Regions from separate parts of the Mus musculus genome. Here region 2 is linked to region 1. The links are chromatin contacts, called in public HiCAR-type maps. All regions are on one chromosome and are shown on one strand. The core of a region is the stretch at or near the end of the contact, and the rest is flanking DNA. Distances in the headings are between cores, read along the strand shown. Region 1 overlaps Skap2 (src family associated phosphoprotein 2). Region 2 has its middle 21 kb from the start of Skap2.

Evidence for each region. HiCAR-type assays count read pairs that join an accessible place to other places.
Region 2: a HiCAR-type map of embryonic stem cells shows a contact between it and region 1, with 6 times the contacts expected there. The contact joins two enhancer-like sites. A contact is called at or near these places in 13 of 39 promoter capture datasets (the 3T3-L1 cell line, the C10 cell line, the HPC-7 cell line and 7 more), 5 of 15 datasets of contacts at CTCF or cohesin (the NIH/3T3 cell line, embryonic stem cells, pro-B cells and 1 more), 80 of 484 Hi-C or Micro-C datasets (the AML12 cell line, B cells, the BV-2 cell line and 22 more), 17 of 115 datasets of contacts at active chromatin or transcription factors (CD8 T cells, the HPC-7 cell line, bone marrow-derived dendritic cells and 3 more) and 5 of 9 other capture datasets (adipose tissue, embryonic stem cells, embryonic tail and 2 more).

What each region holds. Positions count from the first base shown.
Region 1 is chr6:51,874,656-51,881,287 of GRCm38.p6, forward strand. It overlaps Skap2 (src family associated phosphoprotein 2), which reads right to left. Exons shown (of 13, transcript NM_018773.2): 10 at 5,116-5,193. Among named protein-coding and RNA genes, the nearest start is that of Skap2, 130 kb to the right of the region's middle. Within about 2 kb of position 1,691, at least 61 of the 459 cell types and tissues checked have an H3K27ac peak or open chromatin away from gene starts, as enhancers often do. A contact at or near this core is called in the HPC-7 cell line, differentiating embryonic stem cells, embryonic stem cells and 2 more, where this site is marked.
Region 2 is chr6:52,030,020-52,037,063 of GRCm38.p6, forward strand. No RefSeq gene overlaps it. Among named protein-coding and RNA genes, the nearest start is that of Skap2, 21 kb to the left of the region's middle. Within about 2 kb of position 1,437, at least 9 of the 459 cell types and tissues checked have an H3K27ac peak or open chromatin away from gene starts, as enhancers often do. A contact at or near this core is called in the HPC-7 cell line, differentiating embryonic stem cells, embryonic stem cells and 2 more, where this site is marked.

The DNA of each region.
Region 1 (6,632 bases), core at 441-2,940:
TGCCAAGAAAGAAGCCCTGGCCTGGATCATGGTACATCTTAGTGAACCTGCAACTACTCCTGAGCATGCTCATGAAGATTGTTTCAGAAGGTTTGGTTTTTCATGGCCCCCTCCACTTCTATCTGTAATCTATAACCTGTAGCAATTACATTCTCAAATAGCAAGGTGCTTCTGCTCATTTTTAATGGAAAGTCCTAAGCTCACTCGCTATGTGTTTAAAGAGCAACTGGTCTTACTGTACCATCAGAATATCTAAGGGACAGATTGGACATATCTGAAGTAACAATTTCATGGAGTTTAGAACACTTGATAAGAGCATAATAATAATAGCATACTTTAATACTCAAATATAAAGCATTTGTATCCAAAGTCTCTCAAAGTTGTCTCTAAAATACTTTTGCAGCTGTGAAATTGCTAATGCAGACTTTTGTTCGTCAGGTCTAGGACATTAGGCTCCCACAGTGGCGTTATCAGTTCATCCTTCTCCTGGCATAAGCACAATGGATGTGAAGTGCTCAAACTGCCATACACACCATTAACTGATTGATTATTTAGTGCTCGTCGCTCCGTAATACCACAGTAACTGGATAATGTATGCTTTGTCACTCACACAATGTGGCTCCTAAAACACAGCACACAGTTAAATACGCTGGATGCTTTTGTTACACAAGAGAACTGTTTCCTGTTTTTAATTTCGTGATAATTGAGTTCTGATGAGTTAAGGAAAAAAGACTGCAAGTTATATCAATAAGACACAAAATGCCCGTGTATTCACTAGCCAGGCGGAACACAGATGTGCTGACAGCTTCCATCGCTGCAATGTCAGCTTTGAATCCACGGGATAACGTGGACATGGATGCTGGATCAGGCTTGTCATCTCACTTTTAAACAAGAGGCGTCTTGGCAACCTCAATACAAACGGCCACATTAGTACAGTCAGCATAGTGTTGATCTCCACAAAGTATTAATTTATTAGGAGATTTAAATTCTCCTTAATGTCTTTAACATTTTTTAAAAAGGAGAATCTGAATAACATGGAATCTAAGTATTTGTGGGATGCACCGTTTCACTTAAATTTGTGAGAAAATAAACAAGGACTAGAAAATACAACCTAACAGAATCCTCTGTTAATTTTTATTTTTTAGGATGGAAAGAGAGGGACAATAGGAGCGGCATGATAGGATTGGGGGAGGGGAGGAGGAGGAGGAAGAAGGAGGGAGGAAGGGAGAGAGGGAGGGGGGAGAGGGAGGGAGGGAGAGGGAGAGAGAGAGAGAGAGAGAGACCGACCCTGTATTGGCCTCTCCACTGTAGTAGCACTTGGGCTCAGAGCACTAAAACCAGCAGGGGCATGTGCAAGCCCCAGAATCCAACCAGGAGCTAATAGTGCTTGTGGCCACCCCTATCACATCCTCCCCCAGCCCCCAGGCATATATTAAATACATTCTGTAAACAGACACTAGAGGGCACTCCAGCTGGCCAGATACCTCCAAGCATTGACCATTTCTTTCTTTCTTTTTTTTTTTTTTTAAAAATCACTTAATAATAAAGTGACTGATTTCCTTTAAAAACCACTTATTTAGACAAATAGAGATTTAGAATTGAAACATTCCTGTCAGATTAAATCAACTGCTAATTGGGTCAAATGTTGCACCCCATGTGGTCTCTCAGTGTCAGCTTGAAAGTCAAGGAGTTAGAGCAGACAGGATGACATCATCTCACACGTGAGGCCTGCCACACAGTTCTAGCCAAGTCAAAGAAGGTCTAAATAGCTAGTTTCCCCAGTAGCCCTTCCCCCACCCCCCAACTTGTTCCCCACGCTGCTCAGGCCTTAGGCTTGGTCCGAAGACGTGGAAGAAACAAACTTTGGCTGAAAAACTGAGGTCAAAGTTTTTGGTGGAGCTGTGGGATCCCAGGTCCCAGCTGTCCGGGCCCTCCTCTGGTTCAGACCTTCTCACAGTACTTTTCAATTAACATGTTTTTTGTTTGTTTTTTGTTTTGTTTTTTGTTTTTTTTTTTTTTAAGTAGGGGGAGGAAAGAAAGGACAAAAAACCCCAAGTATCCAGTGATTTTAAATACACATTCTTACCACTTTGGTTTCTCTTTCCCTGGATACACTTGGAGAGACTCCCATTAACACTAATGGGAGTTACAGGAGCAGCAAGGGGAGAGACCCCCACGGTGTACAAGATGCATCTCTCCCTAGATGTGCATCAGGGGCATTCCATTAAACCTCACTGCTGCAAGGAAGTCAGGGAAGAGCCAGGGATTCAGCAGAGCCGGGGAAAGACACATTTTCAACTGTGCCTCCTGTAATCTTGATGATGATGGAGTCCAAAAAATGACGGACGGTCGGTCCCATGGACAGTGAGCACCGCTGAGGAGCACTCTGTGTGCCATCTGTGCGTCTATGACTGGCGTTCTAAGTGAAGAGCGGGCATCTACAGTGAGGGGAAGGCCAGCAGTGTGTGTGCTAGCTGCCTCCCCGGAAAGCATGCCAGACAAAAAGAATCAGGAGTGATCTTATTTGTGGAAAGCAGGAAGCTCCTATAGCTTATCTCTAAAATGGAGTGGCTCTAAACACACATAGACAAAACTCATGTACAAAAACAGCTTTGAAAGCACAGAAGGCTCACAAACACTAGCAGTCTTTGCCTGTGCTCGGGGAGATAACCCACAGGACATGACTTTGCTTTGCTTTGTGGCACAGGGATAGCAGATGCAGAGCCTCGAGTAGGCTAGTCAGAATGCCTTCCTGCTGAGAACCATCCCTGGCCCCAAGAAAGGCAGGCATTCTGTAGACTATGGAACACTCACAAGCACAGATAATGTGGTTTCGCTGTCTTTACTCGGCATGTTAACACCATTCTATCTATACCACAGTCAATATTTTGAAAATTACACACAAAATGTCACCTTGCTATGTGTGCTGTCCTGAGGGGCATGAATTACTTTTGAAAGAAGGTTTAAAAAGGAAAGTTAGCTAGCCTTTGAAAAATGTACACAATGAGCTTTTAAATTTTTATAAAAATACATATTTGGCAAAGCTAACAGGATTGTTACCAAAGTACAAATTAAGCAAGTAACCGCCAGATAGTCCACAAACACAAGATTATAAAAGGCATGTTGACAATGAATGAAGCATGATGCCGACACCAGAGACCCTTTCCCTAAGTACTGCAAGCCTGAAAAGTGTTTTAGAAAGGACAGCAGATTTTTATATTGTTAAAAACATCAAGCGGGCCCATCTATATACCTATAAATATACATGACCTTTGTAAGATGAGTGAATGTGAAGCGACTTGTAGGAGACAAGATGAACTCAGCTTTACCTTTAGATTTTACATTGCAACACTGAGTCTCTTCCTGCAAAATTAGTCAATGTAAAAAATATACATCAAATTCTTGAGCGAGGTTAGAAGTTCACAAGATGAGATGCTAGGCAGAAAGCAACACTCTTGTCAGCTCAGTGCTCCTAGTGGCAAGCACAGAGTCCCTGACGGCTTGCTTTGCGAAGGCATTGAATGATGGCTTGAAAGAGCTCTGTGGCACAAGAGACAGACATTGCAGTATCTTGTGGCTATGGCATGAAAAGCTCATCAACTTACTGGATTCCTTTGAGAAAAACTCTTTTCCCCCTACCCTCAAAGGCAAACATTTGAGGCATGCTCACTTGTGCCTGTGGAAGGTCTATCTACTATCTGTTTCTACCCTCTCTACCTGCATAGACATTTTACAAAGAAACATGCATGCTCTTGGCAGAAGCATCATGATTCAGAACTTTAAAAACAGATACCTAATTTACTATCAAGCATAGAGTGCCTGGGCTTTGCTTGCTGCCATGTTTTACAACTCTATTTTATAGGGCAAGAGGGCTAACAACTAATGACTTTGTCTTGTTTCCTTTCTGTCAAGGAAAAAAAAAAAAGGCAAACCCAAACCTTCTACAGCAACCTGCTCCTGCCTTCCTGTCCAGGTCTAGAGTCAGGCCCGCTTCCTTCCCATATGTCACAGTAGGAAGGCCCCAGGAAAGCTACTTCCTGAACACGCACTGCTTGTCCACCCTGCTTCTGACAACTCAAAAGAGTGATGTATGGACATATCAGAGAGAGGAAGGTGACCCTAGCTCCAGCTCTTTACAGGACCTGGGGGTGACAGGGCAGACCTCACCCCAGCTGACATATGGCTGTGAAGAGGTGTAAAGTTCTGATAAGAAGGCTGCCCATCTCTTCTTTCCCTGTAAAATAAATGCTGGTTTATCAAAGTTAACTTCATGTTTGTGCTACAGATAGTTTATCTTGTGCTACTTGGAAATAGCAACAAGCAAGAAGAGTTGTCCGTATTGTGTGTGTGTACATGGTGTGCACATAATTAGTACTTGGGGCCCAGTGCCAGGTGGAAATGGATAGTGCAGAATATCTTCCCCAGTCTGCTAGGCAACCAGTGTCCTTTCCTCATTTTTAAGCTGCTGTCACTGGACTCTGGCATTTCTTACCCAATTCATTTGCTTTCTGTGTTAATCATATGCAATGAAGATATGCATGGCCAACATTTAAACAGGCTGCAGATCAATTAGCGGTCTTAAGTTTATCTGATTTTTATCAAAGAAGACAGAGCTGTGGGTCGATTGTCAGAGCCTGTGTCAAGTTGACCTTTTCAGAGATGTCTACATTGCCAGTCCCTTGGGCAACTTGTTGTCCCCTGTTAGTCTCTGAATGGCAGAAGTCTGTTCTGCTCAAGCACAAAGTATACACAGATGTCTATATTACATTCTTATAGGTTTGACAGCAACTGCATGTTGTATCTATAAACTGTCCTTTAGCAGTGACACTTCCTCAATGATGATAAGCTAATTTATGCAACTAAATCTCCTTTGTGCAGAAATGAAAGCTAATTGAGTCATTACAAAGTAATTCAGGAAGGAATACCTTGTATAAATTGGCTTACTTTATAAATCCTTCTCAAGTGGTTTTCATGCATCCTAAATGGGACTAAGCAGCTTATCAAGCATAAGACATACAGACCAAACAAGTCAACTTCTTCAGGGAGCTGTGCAAACATCCTCAGAGGGTTAGAAAGTGACTCTAACAAAACCAAAATAGACTTTGCCAGTGCTACCTGAGGTGTGATGCACACTGTCCCGACTTCCCTTCCCTTGCTCGTCCATCTTCACTGAAGCAGTGTCCTCTTCCTCCTCTGCAAATAAACAGAGTCAGTGGCACATTAACAGGCCCCATGTCAATCACAGCACCCACCCTGCTTAAAGAGCAAGACAAAGTCTACAGCACTTAATAATTATCTTTAAGAGCACAAAACACCCAAGATTCATATTCCTTTGTTAATAACCAAACAACATCCTCACCAAGGCTTACGTTGACCTGATACAATATAAGATATACCCTACTGTGTTGCACATTTGTTTTAAATGTACAGAGAAACTTGTCTGGAGCAATCTTAAATCCAGGACAGCCCTTAGACCTAGTAAAGTAACAGCCAACTTTATACAGATATGCTATATTATACTGAATAGCAGGAGTACTACAATACATGGTTCCTAAAACATCAAGACAGCACAGAAAACAGCGTCTGACATAAAATGCAGATGACCTGTAAGTCATCAAACCCCAGCCATGCTCGCTGGTTTCCTCACTTAGTCCTCTCACAAGAGGCTGCTAGATAGTCCTAACACTTAAAGGTCATTTCCCCAAATTCTACTGTGGATCTCCTATGTGTCACATATCGCAGAAGGAAAGGCTTTATAGATGAATGATTATAAATCCTCATTCTATAGATAAGTAAATTGAGATGCATAGGTGGCAAACTTCCAAAGCATGCGATTTAAAGTTGAGGCTGTGGGTATGAACCCATGTTCTTTATCCTCTCCGCAGTCAGTGCTTTGCTCAGACTTTGCTCCCACACACTCTAAGCACATCCCCTTCCCAGGATAGGGAATAAAATAGCAAGAAATTGTTTTAAACTATGTCATTCTTTTCTACTAAAAGCAGATGTATTACACTATCACTTTCCCTACTTAAGGATTTATACAAAACTGAAAAATATTTAATGTAGGATATAAAAACAAATGGCATACCAAAGAAAAACTAAAAGAAAAAATATACTAGCTCAAGAATAATCTCCAATGTGTATGTAAGATACACATAGGTAGCTAGTATGGCTAAGAAATCAATCAACCAGTCAACCAGTCTCCATTGAGGATCACCCACGTGTGAGGGGGAGGACTTGCCAAGGAGGCAAAGGGAACAGGGAGGTTCTGCCCTGAGGAAGCTGGCAGCCTGCTGGGGCGGAGACCTGAGGGCAAGGAGTTAACAAGGGACACCTCTGATGGGTGGGGCAAAGCACTCAAGTAGTGCAGAGGGAGAACCTGGGATCCCATGGAAGACCTGTAGGACGCAAAGCAGCGCTTTCCAGATCCCAGCTTAAAGTACAGGCACAGCCACGTTCACTGGACAAAGTAGCACGCCATTCTAGCAATGTGAGAAATGGAGGCCAGTTTAAGTCCCATAAACATCGTGTTATAGCTGCAGACTCCAGTCTGGTGGGCAGTAAGAGCCTTACAAGGTTTCTGAGCAGACAGGGCAGGACTGAAATTGCTTTAGAAATGGTCATTAGATCCC
Region 2 (7,044 bases), core at 187-2,686, 160 kb after region 1:
TAACATTTCTATGAGTCATAGTAAGTCTTTCCAAAATGCCTTTTAAAATGTAGGTACTAATTTAAATTCCAATATTCTTAAACGTGGGTACAAACAAAGGTGCCTAATAACTTGTTAGAAACATGCCAAAAGACTGTGCATATTTATTGGTTATTATTCTAATTTGTTCTGAAGCCTTCCTTTGAGTTCAGGATCTCACTATCCCAGTTTTAGAAGCCTGAAAACAGGAAATAAGTTCAAAGGTGCTCAGTAGTAACTCCATGGTGTGCTAAGAACGGGATTGGAACTTAGTGCTTTGTGGCATAGCAATCTAACCACTGATACATAGTTGAAGCCAGTGTATTCAGCTGGTAGTGTATTTGCTGCTGAAGTGGATACTAAGGATAGTTAGTTTTGTCCAGAGTGAAGCCTACAGAGAAATATTAGGAAAGATTGGAATATTATTAAATTAGTGAGTATAAATATTAGCTACAATTCTGGTCACCTAATTGGTTCTCTGACATAGAAGAGAAGTTATTTATATGATCACTGTGGTATTCTTTCTCAAGTGGAACTTACTAGACAACAGCTATGGAGACTAATAAAAATAATAATTCCACTAACAACAGGCGTAGCAGTCTGGAAACAGTGTGACCCCTGTGGAGATTCGGAGAGATGTTTTATCTTCAGTCTTTTCAAAAGCTCTGGCACATGCGAGGAGCTACGGTGTCTCGGTTTGTATGTTATTACTTAGGAGACAAGAATGAGCCTCTTCTGGAGAGTTCTGGTTCTGAAAGGCTCAGTCATGGCCTACCCTAACCATGTCAGTCACTCTGTAGAGATCCAGAAAGGACACGCAGCCTTATGAGGCTAAAGTCACCTGCTCTTTCATAAAGCCCAAAGTGTCACTGGATGTCCCTGAGGCTTTCAAACCATGGCCACCTTTCTCACTCCCATCTTAAAGAGGCTCCCTCCTTGTCGCTGTTACCTCTTCTGTTCACACTTGGCCTTTTCAAGGCTGGCTTGGGGCGGGGATTTATAGTCCAGGGACAACTTTGAGCAAGAAAAATGGATGTTCTCCTCCCGAACTAAATTACACCCCGTTCTTGTAACAGCTATAGAATGAGGTTGTCAAATTCCCATTACATCTAATTCTTTAGGCCTAAACCTACAGGACCAGAAAAGAATTTATTCAACTGATGCTCATAGTTTTCTGCAAGGTTGTCAGTGGATGAAAGAGAAAGTGTTAGGTCAGTGTCTAAAGGGCTTACCGTAAATCCTGTTATTTGGAGAACATCCAGATTAACAGTCTGAAAAATTCTTTGAAAGTGAAATTTGAGATGGGATGGGCGGGGCCTCTACGTGCTACGAATATGTAAAAGGCCAGCAGGGCCTGGGCTTTCCTTCTCAGCCTTTAGTTTGGTGCATTTGAATGAGAAAGTAGCTTGCTTGGTAGAGCTGGGACTAGAGACAGAACACTAAGGTACAAGTGAGCAGATGCAAGCCTGACCTTGTCTTAAGGCCTAGTGGGGGAGAAGCTGACGGCCTGGTACCCAACTCGGCCTCGGTTTTAACTATGTCCTGTATGGCACTGACACCTGACAGCAGTTACTGAAACATATAAAGGAAACTCAAGAAGTTGTTTATGCTCTCTCAGTGATAATCCCTTTACCCTCCTCTGAACAGGAAATTAATTAAGTGTGCTTGTCTGGCACATGCTAATAGTTAGAACAAATATTACCAAGCTGCCAGATGAGCATAAGCCACCTTTGCTACCAGCTCTTCTTATTAGACTTCTAAGTAGTCATTCAACAAACATTAAGCAGAGAAGGATACAAAGATGTCACACTATGAGGTAGTTATTATATATTACTATATATATGGGCCATAAGAAATTTTCAGCTAAAATCCTGTGGAGCCTTCAAGTAGAAACCATTTCTTCCCACTGATAAGCGTAAGCAGGGTGTTAACGAGCAATGGTCAGAGTGCATCTATGCTATAAAGACTAAGTCAGTTTACCCAAAGCACAGAGTAAATGAAGGGACAACATGAAACGAGGCAGAGGGTGACTTGGGGCAAGTCCCAGAAGCAGTAGCAGACAAGGCTAAAGAACTTGTGATTGTTTTAAGCAGTGAGAGGATATGATTAAGAAGACACTATTTATACTAAGGGTGAGTGATCTGGAAGCTTTGTGAGAAAAGGATGCAGAAAGCAGACACCAAGTCCGTTTAGGAGGTGGCACACTCACACTGCTCCTTAGCCTTTCGTTACTGCCTCAGTACCTAGCATGGCTGACAGAAGGAAAGAAGGGGCAGAAAGCCTGCCTGGGACAACATGTGTGGAGCCCTCAGCTCAATCCCTAGCACCAGAAAACTAGAACAAGGCAGAGGTTACAGTACATGGGGGCTGACCTGGGCAGCGCATCACAGTGGATGCATGTGGAAGAGAAGCTGTCTATTTCTATTACCCATGACAGCCAGAAAGAGAAACCAGAAGGTGTCGGGACATGACACAGCCTTCAAAGACCTGCCCCTTGTGACCTTACCTCTATACACCATCCCATATAACAAACCTACCATCCCGATAGCAAATTCATAGTAAATTCATTGATGAATGAAGCCAGTGATGAGCAGTGTGATGTTAACTATTAATGAACGGAGCCTAAAATAGAACAGGTGTTTTTAGCTTCTTGCATCTGTTTCCACCATAACAACATATGCTCTGCCCACTTCTGCCTTTATTTTATTAGGATATAGGAGCTATTTAAGATTTAGGTCATCTTACATGCTCAATAGATGTAAGGTGTTTGATGACCAATGTTTTCTCACCAGGAATTCAAAGTATATTCCACGTAACATCCCTCTTTTGTGTTCTTCCTGAACTGAGACCTTTAAGGAAGGCCCATCTTTAGTAAATTCCCAGCCACTGCTGCAAATGAAGCTCGGTGGTAGAATGGTTTGCTTAGCACATATGAGACGCTGGGTTCCGTCTCCAGTGTTAAGTAAGTAAATAAGCAAATGGGTAAATCAACGCCCTACATGACTGCCTTCCCAGAAGATGGTTCCAATCCTGGCAGCGTGTTAGGTCCAGAAGGAGTGCTTCTAAAAGTTCAAAGATCTTAACAAACCGTTTCTATTCTCTCATGTTGTTGGTTTGTTTGTTTTAGTTGTTTTTTGGGAGGATGGATTGGAAGAGGTCTCACACTATAGACCAGGTAGACTGGAACACACCATATAATCCAGGCTGACTTGGAACCTTCAGCCTCAGCCCTTGAGTGTTGAGATTACTGTCATGAGCCACCATGCCTGCCTTTGGAATATGGACTTTGGAATCAGTATTTATATTTTAACCTTCCCAGTGGCTACATTATGCAACATCAGCTGAAATGGCCGACCTTGAAACTAGTTTCTAAGTGTGCACACTTGCTCTCATTGCTCTCTATCCATTTACTATGAAACACACAAACATATATGTGCAGGGATTCTTTAGTATCCAATATTCCCTGATTATCTCTCCCCACTCCACAACCCTCCAACTTGGAAAGTAAACAGTCCTAATACCAGAAATCCTCTTTCCGACATGCTCAAAATCAAACTGGACATAACTGCTGGACTAAAAGGGGAACTGCAGAGAGAATATCTTGTGTTTTGTGTGGATGCATCACCTGACAATTAAAAATCCTAGGGTGTAGGGCTTAGGCAGGAAATAGAGGTGGGACACACAGGAGGAGAAAGGAGTCTGGGATAGAATCAGGTGGAGATTGCCAGAAAGATGTAACAAGACAGACGCCTGGTACCTGAGCACAGGTAACCAGCCACGGGGCAGCACGTAGGCTAGAATAAATGGGGTATTTTAGGTTCTATCTAGTCAAAAAGAGCCTAGCTATATGGACAAGGTATTTGTAAAGATATTTTGAATCTGAGTTTTATTTCTGTGAGCCCAAACGCCTTCACACACATACTACATACAGACATATAATCACCCTCCTAGCCTCAGAAATGATCATCTGTCACGTTTTATGTGTTGAAAATATGCTGAAAGCCATTTATTCAAATGATGATTCTTGAGTTAAGCTTGGTGGCACCTTCCCATAGTTCCTGTATTTTGGGAAGCTAAGGCAGAATGATTGCTTGAGTCTGGGAATTTGAATTCAGCTTAGGTAACAATGAAAGACTGCATTTTGAAAATATACACAGAAACCAGTGCTTCTTAAAATAGAAGTGAAAAGAGATAGGGGGCGGGGAGAGTAGGAATCTACATTCATATTTGTGTCTATGTGTGCTGGATAAACCCAGAAGAAGGAAATTAAGAATTAGGTTAAAATTACATAAAATTAAGTTAAAATTCTTAAAAGAACATACCACACATGCAATTAAGTCTAGAAGAGAGTGTTCAATGGTGTGTGTGTGTGTGTGTGTGTGTGTGTACACATACATATATATGTGGGCAAGGCACAGAAGATAATATGTAAATTTGAAGATAGTTGCTAGCTTGGTGGAATCCTAAGGATTTTTTTTTTCTTTCTCAAACTCATTTTAATCAACTTTACTAGTCCATGACATATTTTAACCCATATTGGTCAATATATAGGTTCAACTGCACAAGATCCAACATACTGACAAATAAGATTACAATTATTTCTCTCTGGTGTTACAGTCCAGGTACAGGCCCCCACGGGGATGATACGATGGGTTCACTCTGATGTACCCCAAGCTCCTAACATTTTATCCCACCTCCTTTCTAGTGTCCTCAGATGGCTTTCCTACAATGTCTGTATGCCAGCCAGCAGGGGAGAAAGAACAATAGGGAGGGAGGGGAAGGAAAAGGGAGGGAGGGGGATCAAGCTTGAAATAGTTCTAATTTTGAAAATATCCACTAAAAAACCTCCATAATGCAAGGTACTAGGTGATTTCTAGGTAAAAGCCTTTGGTGTTCTCTCATTGACCTTATAGACGTTGGGTGGTAGGAGAGGGGTAGAAGGCTTTGCAGTATATTCCGCCGTTATCTAATACTCAGCCTGAGGTGATTGCTTCCGTGTGTAGGCGGATGCATGCCTCTCGCTCAGCTCCATTGATTTCAATTCCTGACCAACTCCTGTTTCTGTGACCTTCAGAGTTCAAGATCATAGCTAATATTATTAACAGAAATCATCTTAACCAGGAGTGTAATAATGGATTTTGAGGAGTTGTAAGGTGAATTAATATTCCCTAGCTAATTTGCCTAAGGCTTATACAATAACCATTGAATTCGGGGATGCATCTCAGTGTGACTCTGTCAGTAAGGGAAATAAAAGCATTGCCACTCAAAGGGACATCTTGTTTGCAATTCAATTTGCTCACTTTTCAACCAAATTTAGCACTGGGAGAATATTCTGTAATGACTCTTGATGCATGCCTTATTGGTAAGTGAATATATACCCTTTAAATATTTATTGGAGGTCTTTTAAACGGGTGCAAAGATAAATCAATACGAATGTGAAGATCTATTCTTCCTGCTAAATTATTAGTAATCATCACTCTATATGCCCCAGTGCTGTTAAGGTGTGAAGGGATGCAGGGGGACTGGAGAGAGTGTCCAGCATGTTAATATGCCTAATGCATCCTTATGCCAAAGGCACATGACATAATTCATTACATATTATGTGACTTCCTGGCATAGCTCATAGGAAGCCATTTGAAAGTCATATTACTCGTGATATGAATGCCTCAAGATTTTAGCTTTCTTAGAGTCATTTATTTAAGAAATATTTTCTTAAAAGAAAAATTTTAATAATCTTGAGAACTAAAATAACCACTAATTTAAAGAAAAAAAACTTAAATCATTATTTTCCTTGTAAATAAGGCCATCTTGGGTTCTGTATTTGTCAAAGGCAACACGGCCACACCCCAACCCAAACCTCCCCACCCCCGCCCCTACCCAGGCCCTTGGTGACATCACATTCCCAGTGATGAAGAAGCTCCCCCTCACTCCAGCAACTACCAGCTCATCCACTGCTTCCAGAGTTAACCTCCTGCAATCGCATCTAGAGGGGTTCCTCCCACTGCACCTCCTAGAAATAATGTGTTTATTAGAATGCATTATTTAGATCCTAAAGCTATGTGCAGCCCTGTAATCCCAGCAACCCAGGAGGCTGAGGCAGGAAGAACTCAAGGCTGATTCTACCCTGGGCTACATAGAGAGACACCGCCTCAAATGAAAAGATGGGCTGGGGAGATGACTCAGCAGTTAAGAGCACTGGCTACTCTAGGTTTAGTTCCCAGCACCCACATGGTGTCGCAAAACCATGTATATCATCTAGGATCCAGTGCCCTCTTCTGGCTTCCCCAGGAACTGCATGCATATGGTGCACTTGCTTGCAGGCAGGCAAAACACTCATACACATAAAAAATTAATCGTTTTAATTTTTTTAAAGAAATTAAACGAGGAAAAAGGAGATGAAGAAGAAAAAAGAAAATGAAATTAAAGAATTCTTACTGTGCGTGAGACAGTTTGCTGGGCAAGCATTAATTCAACTGTCGTCATAATTATTTCATCTCCACAAACTAAGTCATCAGTTTCTAAGCATGCAACTAAGACGTGGGGAGCCAAGTTCAGGTCCTGTGGATGCGGAGGTCATACTCTGTGAAAGCTCTGCCCAACACTACTGGTGTCCTCATCTGCCTCCATCTAAACCAGCGGTTCTCAACCTTCCTGATGCTGCAACCCTTTAATACAGATCCTCACGTTGTGGTGACCTCCAACCATAATTTTTTTTTTGCTACTTCATAACTGTAATTTTGCTACTGTTATGAACCATAATGCAAATATCTGTGTTTTCCAGTGGTCTTAGGCAAACTCTGTGCAAAGGTCATTCAATTCCCAAAAGGGTCAAGGCGCACAAGTTGAATACCTCTGATCCAAATGATATAAGCTCGGAGACATATGGGTGAAGTTATGAAAGGCTGTCACCCATGCTCTCTACTTCTGTGTTTTGTATATAAGAGCTGCTCGCTCAGATTCCCTAAATAAATTCTAATAAATAGGAAAGAGGATGTGGAAGCCTGCTAACCCTAATTATAGTTTCCT